Linked DNA regions of Triticum aestivum: region 1 is linked to region 2. Evidence: chromatin contacts called from public Hi-C data. All regions are on one chromosome and are shown on one strand. The core of a region is the stretch at or near the end of the contact, and the rest is flanking DNA. Distances in the headings are between cores, read along the strand shown.

Region 1 (5,781 bases), core at 2,567-5,066, 260 kb before region 2:
TATATATATATATATATATGTATACATACATAAACACTATTCTGATCACGGGATCAGAATAATATTCTGATCACAACATGAACTTCCCGAGTAACGCGCCTGACCTTCCCCGAGTACTAGGTTGAACTTCAGCTAAAAGGTGTCCAAATGGGGCTTGCGATATACCGTTGGAAAGCTATGGACATCAGTATCATGACCCAAGTTAAATTTTTGGCAAAATGCAAGCGGTTTAAGAGCAGTTTTGAAACCGTTTTTTCTTCATACAAAAAATGTGAATCATATTTTCGTTTAAACCGTTTATTGGAATGAGGCAAATAATATGGCGTTGGAAAGCTGCTGCAAACCCGCTCCTTCCACATGTTGAAAGTTTTCTCTAATTCCTTACGGTTAAAGAGTAATTCGGAAAATCGTAGAATTTCGCAAATGGAACACCCGAGTTTGTATTTTTTGATGCCATTTCTAAACGGCTAATCCAATTGAGGCAAATAATATGGCATTGGAAAGCTTATGAAAATGCGCTACTTTTGCATCTTAAAAGTTTTTCTAATTTTGAACGGTTTAAAAGTAATTTCAAAAATGGTACAAGTTCCACCGAGTTCGTATTTTCGAGCTAATTTTTTAACCGTACATCCAAATGCAGCAAATGATATGGCGTTGGAAAGCTTGAAGAAATGCGAAACATTTTTGTATATATTGTTTCTCCTAATTCATTACAGTTTTATGTCAGTTTTGAAAATGACTAAAAACATATTGTTGCCATAATTTCTACAAACTTTATCGGAATGGGGCAAATAATATAACGCTAAAAAGCTACAGAAAATTCAAAACTTTTTCATGTTGATGGTTTTCTGTGATTCCTTGCCGTTTTCAAGTAATTTCGAAAATGGCGAGATCGTTCATTCTGCCTTTATCGCGAAATAGATTCTTCGAAAATACACCGCGTGAAGAACCTGAACTTCTCGGCATGTCTACTTGAACTTCACTCTGTTTTCACGTGCTTTTTTTGCCCGTAGCTCTCCATCCACTGCTCGTAGCTCTCCATCCACTCACTGGAATTGAGCAAGTGATATACCGATGGAAAGCTGCTGTAAACACGCAACTTTCCCGTGTTGATCGTTTTTTCATACTCGCGACAATTTTAAAAGTTTTTCATCTCAAATTCATTCACTATAGTAGTCGAACTTCCCATTGTTTTCACGTTGAACTTCTGTGACGTATTTTCTTTGTAATTTTCTCATTCATTCGTGAGTGTCACATAAATGTTATTATTTTTGTACAAACCTCTCTCTTGATAATTTTTTTTAAATTTCTCCGACGAGGACTTGAAACTTACACAAATGATATTCCTCATGTTTTGAAGTAAATTAGAAAATGACGATATCATAATTTTTGCCTTCATCGCAAATGGAAATGCACTGTGTGAAGTAGTTGAACTTCTTGGCCATGTCTGTTTGAACTTCACTCTGTTTCAATTTATTGTTTTTTTTCTTATATGAAATACACACTATGTAGTACATGAACTTCTGGTTATTATCACTTTGAACTTCTATCTGGTTTGAGAGAATTATTTTAAAACACAAAAAATAATATATTTTTTATGTATTTTGGACTTCTAAATACACGGTGAACCTCTCTCACAAGAATTTTTTGAACTTTTCCTCGCAGAGCACTTGAACTTCTAGCAACCATTTTTTTGTTTATGAGTTGTTTTTAAAAGTGCAAAAAATGGCATTGTATTTTTTATTTTTTGAACAGGTAAATTCTAGGTTTTAATAAACTCCGAACTTCTCTGTTATTTCAATATGAACTTCACCTTTTTATATTTTGAGTAAAGAATTGTATTCGATTTTTATACGGAAAAAATCGAACATGGAAATACATGGTGAACCTCTCTCGCCATAATTTTTGAACTTCTCCGGACAGAGCACTTGAACTTCTTTCAACAAACCTTTTAATCTTTTATTTTTCTATACTTTTATTTCTCACCTGAAATGCATTTCTTGCAGTACTTGAACTTCTCTATTATTTTAATTTGAACTTCTTAGTTTTATTCTTTAGTAACGAGAAAAATCGAGTTTTTTGAACTTCTTTGTTATTAATTTTTGAACTTCTTGGTTTTATTTTTTAACAATATGAAAAATCCGATTTTTTTATAGACATCGAACTTCACTACTTTAAAAATTTGAACTTCTTAGTTTTATTGGTTAGTAACGGGGAAAATTCTTTTTTATATGAACAATGATACCGCGCCGTTTTTTCTTTTGAACTTAATAGTTTTTATAGAATGGGGAAAATTAGTTTTTATACAATCTTTTGAAATGCTCCACTTTTTAATTTGAGCTTCATTGATTTTTTTTACAAACTGGGAAAATCCGTTATAAAGATTTTTGAACTACTTTTTTTTAACTTCTTGCTCAAAATTTTTGAACTTCCAAATTTGTCTTTTAGACATTAAAAACTTCATTTTTTTAATGTTGACCTGCTTCGGTTTTTAAGTTTTAAATTCTTATAGATTTTTGTTGCGACATTTTTATGCATTTTTGCTTCTCGGTGAAATGGCCTAGGCGGTCCATTTTTCATTTGATCATTTTTCTTCTGTACGTGGTACACGTGAGCTTCGGAATTTCTTAAACATGAAGTTGGGTGCTATTAATTTTTTCATGAAACTCCATAGTTTTTATTCTTTGAATTCCATGATTTTTTTGTTTACATTTTGGAAAACCGAATGGAGCGAAAAACTAGGAATATGGATGTTTTTAAGGACCTTTTTTTAAACATTACTAACGTGTATCTCTTATTAAAGTACAGTTCATCTCCATGTAGTTCCACTCAGCTTCTATACTATGTCAACTGGCTATTTATCGAACATCTGAACTTTAGCATACGACGACATTTGAACTTTCATGGCCAAAAAACTTCCCAAATGTTTTTACTTCAAAATTAGGGGAAGTGTTTTAATGTCGGACATCCACAAAGTATAATTTATCCACACCATATCATTCAATTGGTCAAATAGGCAAACTCAGAGAAAGAAATACACAAGTACATTCCAAGGAAAAGCGTCAACAGTAGTAGCACTAGGCAGTAGCAATCACACAGGCTGCCTATGGAAGCACACCGAGCCGTTACATGCACGCGCACCACTTGCATACACAACACACAGGGAGCGCACAGCGCGCCAGCACGCATGCACAACAGGCGCAAGCCCACGGCCACGCTCACCGCCACGGCACGCAGCATCACACACGCACACCTTCTGGAAGGTGCTGCGTGCTAGAGAAGGGGCGGCCTCAGGGACGATGAGGCACTGGCGGGATGGCTACCTGGGAACATGGTCGATGATCGGCGGCAGGTGCTCATACGAAGTCTTCCTTCCAGGCGTGGATCTGTCAAACTGCTGTTAGTTATTTTGTTGAACTGATAGAGGAGAACTCCTGCAAATATTTTTTGGAAATTTACTGAAGAAATGTTGCAGTTTTTGCTGCAAGAAGTATCGTTGTCTTCACTGACGACGCATGCCCGGATGGATCGTTGGAGGACAGAACAAGAGGGAGGAGGCCAACAAATACATCAAACAAATACAAATACAGAGCTGTTCTTCCACAGCTTGCTCGACTGGATCTGCCAACCCTTTTTTATCGTTTTTCCTCCGTTTCTGCACAGGTTAGCTCTGCACCTGCACCTTCTGGTTCACCTACGAGATGTACTGGCTAGCAAGAGGAACGCCAAGACGACGAGGCAAGAGGTTGGATAAGTTCTAGGCAGAAGAGGGAAGACGTCCAAGGTGAGACAGCTAGGGAGGACGGTGTCGGGGGATGGGGCCGTGGGCCGCTGGGCTGCGCGCCTGGGGGCTGCTGGTGGAGGCCGGCGCTCGTGTGCTCGGATCGAGGGGTGTGTGCAGCGCGGCCGCCGAACCCAGGCACGGGGCGTCGCGGCGGACGGACCCAGGAGCGGGGTGACGCGGCGGCCGGACCCAGGAGTGGGGCAACTCCAGCGCGGATGGAAGGCCGCCGGCAGCCGCCAAAGTGGAGGGCGGAGCGGGAGGTGGCTGGCCACGGGAGGGAATCGGGCCGCCGCCGTCCCCAGCGGATCCCTGGCGGGGGAGCTGGCCGCCGCGTGGTGGCGGCGGATCTGAGGAGGCACCGGTGGTCGGGGACGAGGCGGCATCGGCGTTGGGCGGGGCGAGGGCGGCGGAGGGGATGCGGGGAGGTGGGAATCGTGGGGTCGGGGTGGGAGGTTGATCAGGCCTGGGGTGTTTTTTTACAAGGATGTACTAGTTCGGGAGTTTGGGAACAACCCGATCGCTGCTATATAAGAGGCTGTGATCCAAATAACTATTCTAATTGCGGGATTAAAATAGTGCTGTCCTATATATATATATATAGGGCTGGACTATTTTGTTACCACCGGTAACAGAATATTATTCTGTTACTCTCAGTCTCTATAAGAGTGCGACGCGCAGACGATAGTAGAAATTCCCCGACCCGTCTCAATCTAACCCGCCTTCTACCGCCGGAGCCAGCCGTCGCGGGCGAGCGAGCGACGGCGGCAGCCAGAGCGAGGGAGCCCACGGCGCCGTGACGGGTAGCTCCTCCGACACACGCGCTGCCGCCGGCTGGCCGTCCGCACGCCTCCCCGCCGACGGGCTCGCCGGCCCTTTCCCGCGCACCTTCCCTCCGACGGGCGTCGCGCCGACGCCTCCCCGCCGACTGGCGCTGGCCCCTCCCCGTCCGCCACCCCCAGCTTCGAGAGCCGGTGCCCGTCCACGGATTCGAGCGCCGCCGCCCACACCCGGATTGGAGGGACGGCGGCCTTCCTCTCGACTGCCTCCACCGTGACTCCAGGTACCCACCTCCACTTCGCCGCCGTTCACCAACACGGGCACCACCGCCTCCCCCGTGCTTCCTCCCGACTGCTTATCCCTGCGCGGTCGGGAACCAGCCCCCATGCACTGCTTCAGCGTAGTCCCCGTCCAGGTATGGTGCTTACCAAAGTCCAGCTCTACCTCCCTTGCCCGTCCAAGCTCAACAATTCTGACTATCGAGGCTACAAATTCGAGTCTAGTGCGCCACTGAGGCTACAAGTTCGAGTCTAGTCCTCCACCGAGGCTATAAGTTCGAGTCAAATTACTGCAACAATTCAGAGAAGGGAACCATATAAGTTCAAAAGAAAAACTCACATCAGAAGTATAATCCAGTTTACCTCGTTGGTGCTATTCCTATGTAATCTAGTTTGTTCGGGATTGGGATACTAGTATGTAATTGTTGAACTAAGAATTTGGGAAAACTAATTGCATTACATATATCATCTCTTGCTGGATTGTTGGTGCTAGGCCTAGGTCGAGTGCGGAGTGCCGCTCCAGTTCATACTTCGGCGCTGCGGCATGCGGTAGGGATGCAGAAGGAACACCTCGCCTTTGGTGGGCAAGCACACCACGAGGTAATGGAAAAGCTCCAATACACACCTACAATGTATTTTGTGCTGAAAGTGTTGTTCTAATCCGCTGTCATCGCAAGCTGCTATGATGTGTTGTCACCATTTATAATCTGTTAATGACCGGTATGTTCTTGTCAGTTCATGTGTGTCCTTGTTGTCAGGTCGTGTTCGTCTTTTATAATCAGTTTGTGTACATGTGTGTTCTTTTCAGTGCATTATACTTGGTTCCGTTCAATTTCTAATTCTAGTTCAGTCCAATTTCTAAATTTAGCTCAGTCCAAAACTTATTCTAGATTCATTTGAGGTCAATTCTTACTTTAGTCTATATATCTTGTGGGTCCATAC
Region 2 (5,217 bases), core at 541-3,040:
GACTGGATTCAAGCCGTATCCGTTTACTAGAGCTAGCATAGGTTTTACATACAAATCAGATGTCAGAAACCTGATTAAGATGAAGAACCAAGAAAGGAAAAAAGATTGACTGTCAAACAATCTTTCTTCAGCTAACAACTGTGGTTTGGTCTGCTTGTCTTGGGTAAAATTTCGTCATCTGCCGCCTTTCTCTTGCGGATGTTGCTGCTATCACCAGTGCTGTTATCTGTGGGGTTACTGCTGCTGATGGTATCGCTGCTGCTGTTGTTTGTGGGGTTACTGCCGCTAATGGTGACGGTATCGCTGCTGCTGCTGTTGTTTGTGAGGTTGGTCTCGCTGTTGCTTAGCAGGTCTTCGTCCTGGTGGCAGTGCTCCTTGCATCTGCTTTTCATTATGTGGGGCTTGAGCTTGCTCATGTCTGATAGCCGTACTGGTTTTAGGAAGAACTCATTTGCTCCTTCCTCCAGGCATCTGATTCAGAACAAACAAAACCGTAATTGTCAGAGTTCATTCTAAGATCCTACTATATTTCTTTACAGCTTTATTTATGTCCATATATTTGGGTTTTTACTCCATATGCGCCGATAGAAATAGACAAGTGGCACTGGTGAGTTGTCTGCTACTATAACCCTTTTTATATAGAGATAATCGACTCGAAAGATCGACAACCGTATCATTCCATATCTTTACTATTTATTTGACACTAAATATTTCATGATAGAATATGAGCACGACGTGAGCTGGGTGGGGGTTGTTCCTTTATTAGAAGGCATGTGACCCCAAATCAATAAAGGATTCCAAGAGATCTTGGTGTCTAAATTTAGATCAAGGTCTATCAAACATGTAGTAATAACAGATGAGACTATCTGAATCTTTTCTAACGGTGGTTCAGCTATAAAGTTTCTAAATCAGCACCATCAATAATCAATCTGGTTTCCAAAACAAACAAGATTTTGGGTCCGTAACCGTGCTCACCTGTTGATTCTGGAAGGTATGTTCTCCGATGACATGATCACAACCGGGATGTCCCTGAAAGACGACGACTCCTGATTCAACAAAAGCCAGATGGAGACCATTAGCCACCATGCTCTTCAGGCTTGAGCAGACCAAATCAAACTAAAAAAAAAAGGGCTGGTACCTTGATCTTCTTGAGCAGATCGTACCCTGTCATCCCAGGCATGCAGTAGTCGGTGATGATGAGGTTCACGTTCACCTCGACGTCCTGCTTAGGACCAAACCCAAAATTAATCAATCAGAAACAGTTTCAGAGCACTAGTACTGTGGCTGCGCACATGATAGACCATCTGTCTTCTTACCAGTTGGTCCGCATGGACAGAAGAAATGGAGGCGTCCTCGCCATGGAGCCCCAAGAACTCGAGAGCCTTGGTCCCAGAATCCACGGTGGTAACTGCGGAAACAGAGACTCTGCCTCAGATGCCATGGCATAGCAGGAACACAACTTCGTATGCTGCAAATGAAATTGATTGATACCTTGGAAAGAAGATGTCTTGAGGAGCCTCTCAATGAGCTTCCTGTCGAGGACGCTGTCATCCACGGCCAAGACATGGAACGGAGCCTCCGCGATCGCCACCGCCATCGGAGAAGAAAGAGAGAGCGTGTGTTTTGTGTGATGGAGGAGGATGCTATGAGGAGAAAGCAAGGATGGTAGAGTTAAGGCAGGAGGTGTGTGCGCTTGGCATGAGAGAGAGAGAGAGAGAGAGAGAGAGAGAGAGAGAGAGGGCTTTCCAGGAGCGTGTGGGTGGAGTCGAGTTTATATGCACCGGAAGCACATGAGAAAGGATTCCAGGGAGATATGGGGTGGGGAAAAGGTGGGTGGAGAAAACAAGTGTGATGACCAAAGGAAATCCCGCCTCATGGAAAGCAAGATCCGGGCCAGATTTCCCCCAAATCTTGCCATGAATTGACTCCACCATAGAATAGACCTGGCAGGCCCATCAGCCACAGCAAAGCCATGGTCCACCATTTTCTCTTGTTCCCTTCCCTTTCTTTCTCGTTTCCTGGCCTGTCCTCTTGCTTGCTCGGCTGACCTGAAAGGAAGATTTGGGGTCGCTTCTGGCGATTTGGTAAAGCGGAGAAAAGATGAGGAGATCTTCCACAGGTGTGACCTTGCGGTTTGATGCGCGTCCATCTCATCTGTTGGTTTTTTCCCCTTCCTTTCCCTTCCCTGTATAAAATCTGTTGGTGGTGCATCACTAGTTGGTTCCTACCCGGGACGTCGAGTCTGCAGTACAGACGTGTTACGACCAGCTGCGAGTTATGTGGCTCCACATAATAGTATGCGGTGTTGCCAATCAGTGGCAGTTCACTTGAAAGGGTGTGGGCGATGATGTTTCTTTTTTAACTCTCTGCAGTGAACAAACATAGCAAATCTGACGGCTTGGGGTATCAATTTATGATGTTGCGAGTATGGCAATTTCCTTCGGTAGATTGTGTCTTGAAAGGTTGTGGGCGATGATGTTTTGCTACAAATCTGACGTCGGATTTTCTAGCATGACAAATCCCTGATGTGCTTAGTCTTTTTTGCCAGGACTTGATATGCTTGCTGAAGAAAATTGTCATGCTCACGACAATATAATTTGTCATTCCGAGCATCATATTTGACATGCTTAAAAGTCCACCGTTAGATTTTTAATATTTCCGATAGAAATTAGAGGTCATTACCCCTTAATAAAAAAACGAGTGCCTATTCATCGGGCACCCAGGGAAAAAAACCAGTGTCAACCGTTAGATGACCATCTAACGACCAAGATCGTGCGTGGAACTATTCCTGTTCAACCTTCACATGTAGCCGGTCGCGCTTCTCATTACCCCGCCCTCCCTTAACCCGCGGTGCTGCCTCCACCCCTGGCCATCCCTTAAAGGTCTCGAGCAAAAAAAAATCCGCCAAGCCCGCAACCCTCCCCCTCCCCTCACCCTAAACATAGGGCTAAAATTCAACATCTGCATGTAGTTTGGTTGCCTGCATTAGGCTTCCTGCATCAAGGAAGCAATTTCTACTACGTTTTTTGGTTGCCCGTGTCGCTGTTGTTAGACAAATAGCATGTTGTTTGGTTGCAAACGGCATAAGGTGTGACTTCACACTAGTGGTGACCTTACCACACACACTAGTTGAACAACGTCTTGTTCTAGCTAGGAAACAAATGACAGTTTATCTTAACTATTAACAAATGGCAGTACAAATTATTAAGAGCCATATGGCTGAATAAGAGAAAGTTCATCGATGCTAACTAGGTGGAAGTCCATCCTCTTCTTCTTCTTCTTCTTCTTCTTCTTCTTCTTCTTCGTCTGACCTCTGCTATCCTACGTTGTCTGAGCCCACTCCAATGTTTTGTTCTCCACGCTTCATTGTTAAACGTCTCCACACCATGGCCAGAGCTGACCACATCATCGGGCATCATATCTTCCTCGCCCGGCACAAGTTCATCACAACCCCATTGTAGGATCTAGTTATAAAGGATTGAACATGAAAGAACAAGCTTAATTTGGGTCGGGTAAGGGTGGAATGGCTTTTGATGCAGGATCTTAAACCCATTCTTCAGAGGTCCAAATGCCCTCTCAACCCTAACTCCAAGGTTGTAGTCTCTGAGATTGAACAGTTCCTGAGGAGTCCTAGGATATTTCCCACCAGAGGAATCGCTCAGATGGTACTGGTTTTCCTGAAGGGTGGAAGAACACGTGTCGACATGCATAACCAGCATCTCCTAGGTAGAACTTGCCATCGGGTCTAATCATGTTGTCACTTAGAATGTTGGCATCATGTGCTAATCCTCCCCAGCCAGCCAACACATATGTGAACTTCAAATCGAAGTCAACAGCAGCAAGCACATTTTGGCTTGTATAGTGCTTGCTCCCCCTGCATGCTGCAGATTATGACCTCGACACTCTGAGAGTGACATAAGTACCATCTATTGCCCCAATGCAATTCTGAAATGGCATTGCAAGATGGTGTTATGGCTATAACAGAACAATACAAGCATATCAAGGCATCAACTACGTATTGTGCTCACCTTGAAGTATAGATACCATCTTGGGCTAGTGCGAATCTTGTTAGGAGTCCGACCGGTTTGTGACCTGATCATCTCTCCTCCGAGTTCCCCAACAACATACAACACTTGCCTAAAGTACCTGGAAATGGTCTCCATTGATCTCCTGAATGTGTTGTGCATAACCCTGAACCTCTGGCTATGACCTACAACATGCAGGAACATGGCAACTTGCTCTTCCATAGTGGTGTGGATGCTATCTTGTAGCAACCCCCTGCTCCTGAACGTTTGCACAAGCCTGGCGAAATATGCTCTTTTCATTCGAAGCATCCACGGGCCTATGTGTCGTTACGGTTGTAGATGTAGTTCATATTCACTATCCTCTCCCGATCTCGGATTAACATGGACCATACTAGATGACAAGTTTGTCATTCTGACGACCAACTCTCTTATGGACCAACAAGATCCAGGCTCGAACCACATCTATCAACGATGCTGCCTGGACTACAAGCTTCATCCGTTCATCCACAACCTAAGCGACATCCATTGTGCAGTCAACAATGGTGCAACCGACCCTAAACGGTCCTAAGAAATGACCTAACAGAGGAGGGGGGTTGTATGCTACTTACCAGCTCAGGGTCGAGGTGGGGGGAGGGGGTATGGCTGAGACGAGGATAGCCGGGCGGAGTCAAAGAAGAAGGGGACTACAAGCTTCCACCAACGCCGCCGCTGCCGCTTCGATGGATCTGAGTCGTCATCGCCACCGATGCCCAGAATAGAGGAAGGGCTTGTCCGAGAGCCAAGTTGAGTGAGTAAATGGGGGAGGGGGCGAGGCTATATTTTGTGCCATCCCGCTTCCGTCAATTTTCGTCTCCAGCCATCTCCGTCCGAATCTCTCCTGCATCGTGCCCTACGCCGGGATGAGGTTTTGCGCTGAAAACGGCCGATTGAAGTGTTTCCAGCGAGCCAGACTCCGTGGTGCTTTAAGCATTATGCCGATGCGAGCCAGACCTCCGTGTACGCAACCAAACAGACTGTTTTCATCCCGCCCGGACTTGGTTGGGTTGTATGCAACTAAACGCGTCCCTAACTAATAACAAAAAATGGACCAGGGCAAATCACGTTTTCAGGTACCAACGAATAGCCAAACCGTAAATGAAAGAAGATTCTCCTCGTGGGAGTTGATCATATCTTCCATGATTCTGTTTGTGTA

The links. A called contact is a pair of places that touch in the nucleus more often than the background predicts.
Region 1: a contact with region 2 is called in a Hi-C map of an unstated tissue, with 10 times the contacts expected there. The contact joins the promoter of LOC123101294 here to the promoter of LOC123103029 in region 2. A contact is called at or near these places in 3 of 5 Hi-C or Micro-C datasets (leaf and an unstated tissue).

Annotation. Positions count from the first base shown.
Region 1 is chr5A:297,261,474-297,267,254 of IWGSC CS RefSeq v2.1, reverse strand. LOC123101294 reads left to right here and starts at 3,816. Exons shown (of 5, transcript XM_044522807.1): 1 at 3,816-3,875; 2 at 4,589-4,976; 3 at 5,333-5,439. The coding sequence starts at 3,816.
Region 2 is chr5A:297,001,437-297,006,653 of IWGSC CS RefSeq v2.1, reverse strand. It overlaps LOC123103029 (two-component response regulator ORR9), which reads right to left and starts at 1,790. Exons shown (of 5, transcript XM_044524517.1): 1 at 1,492-1,790; 2 at 1,317-1,408; 3 at 1,139-1,222; 4 at 976-1,046; 5 at 4-471. The coding sequence starts at 1,597. The coding sequence ends at 132. LOC123103030 (DNA-directed RNA polymerases IV and V subunit 5B) reads left to right here. Exons shown (of 4, transcript XM_044524518.1): 4 at 1-570.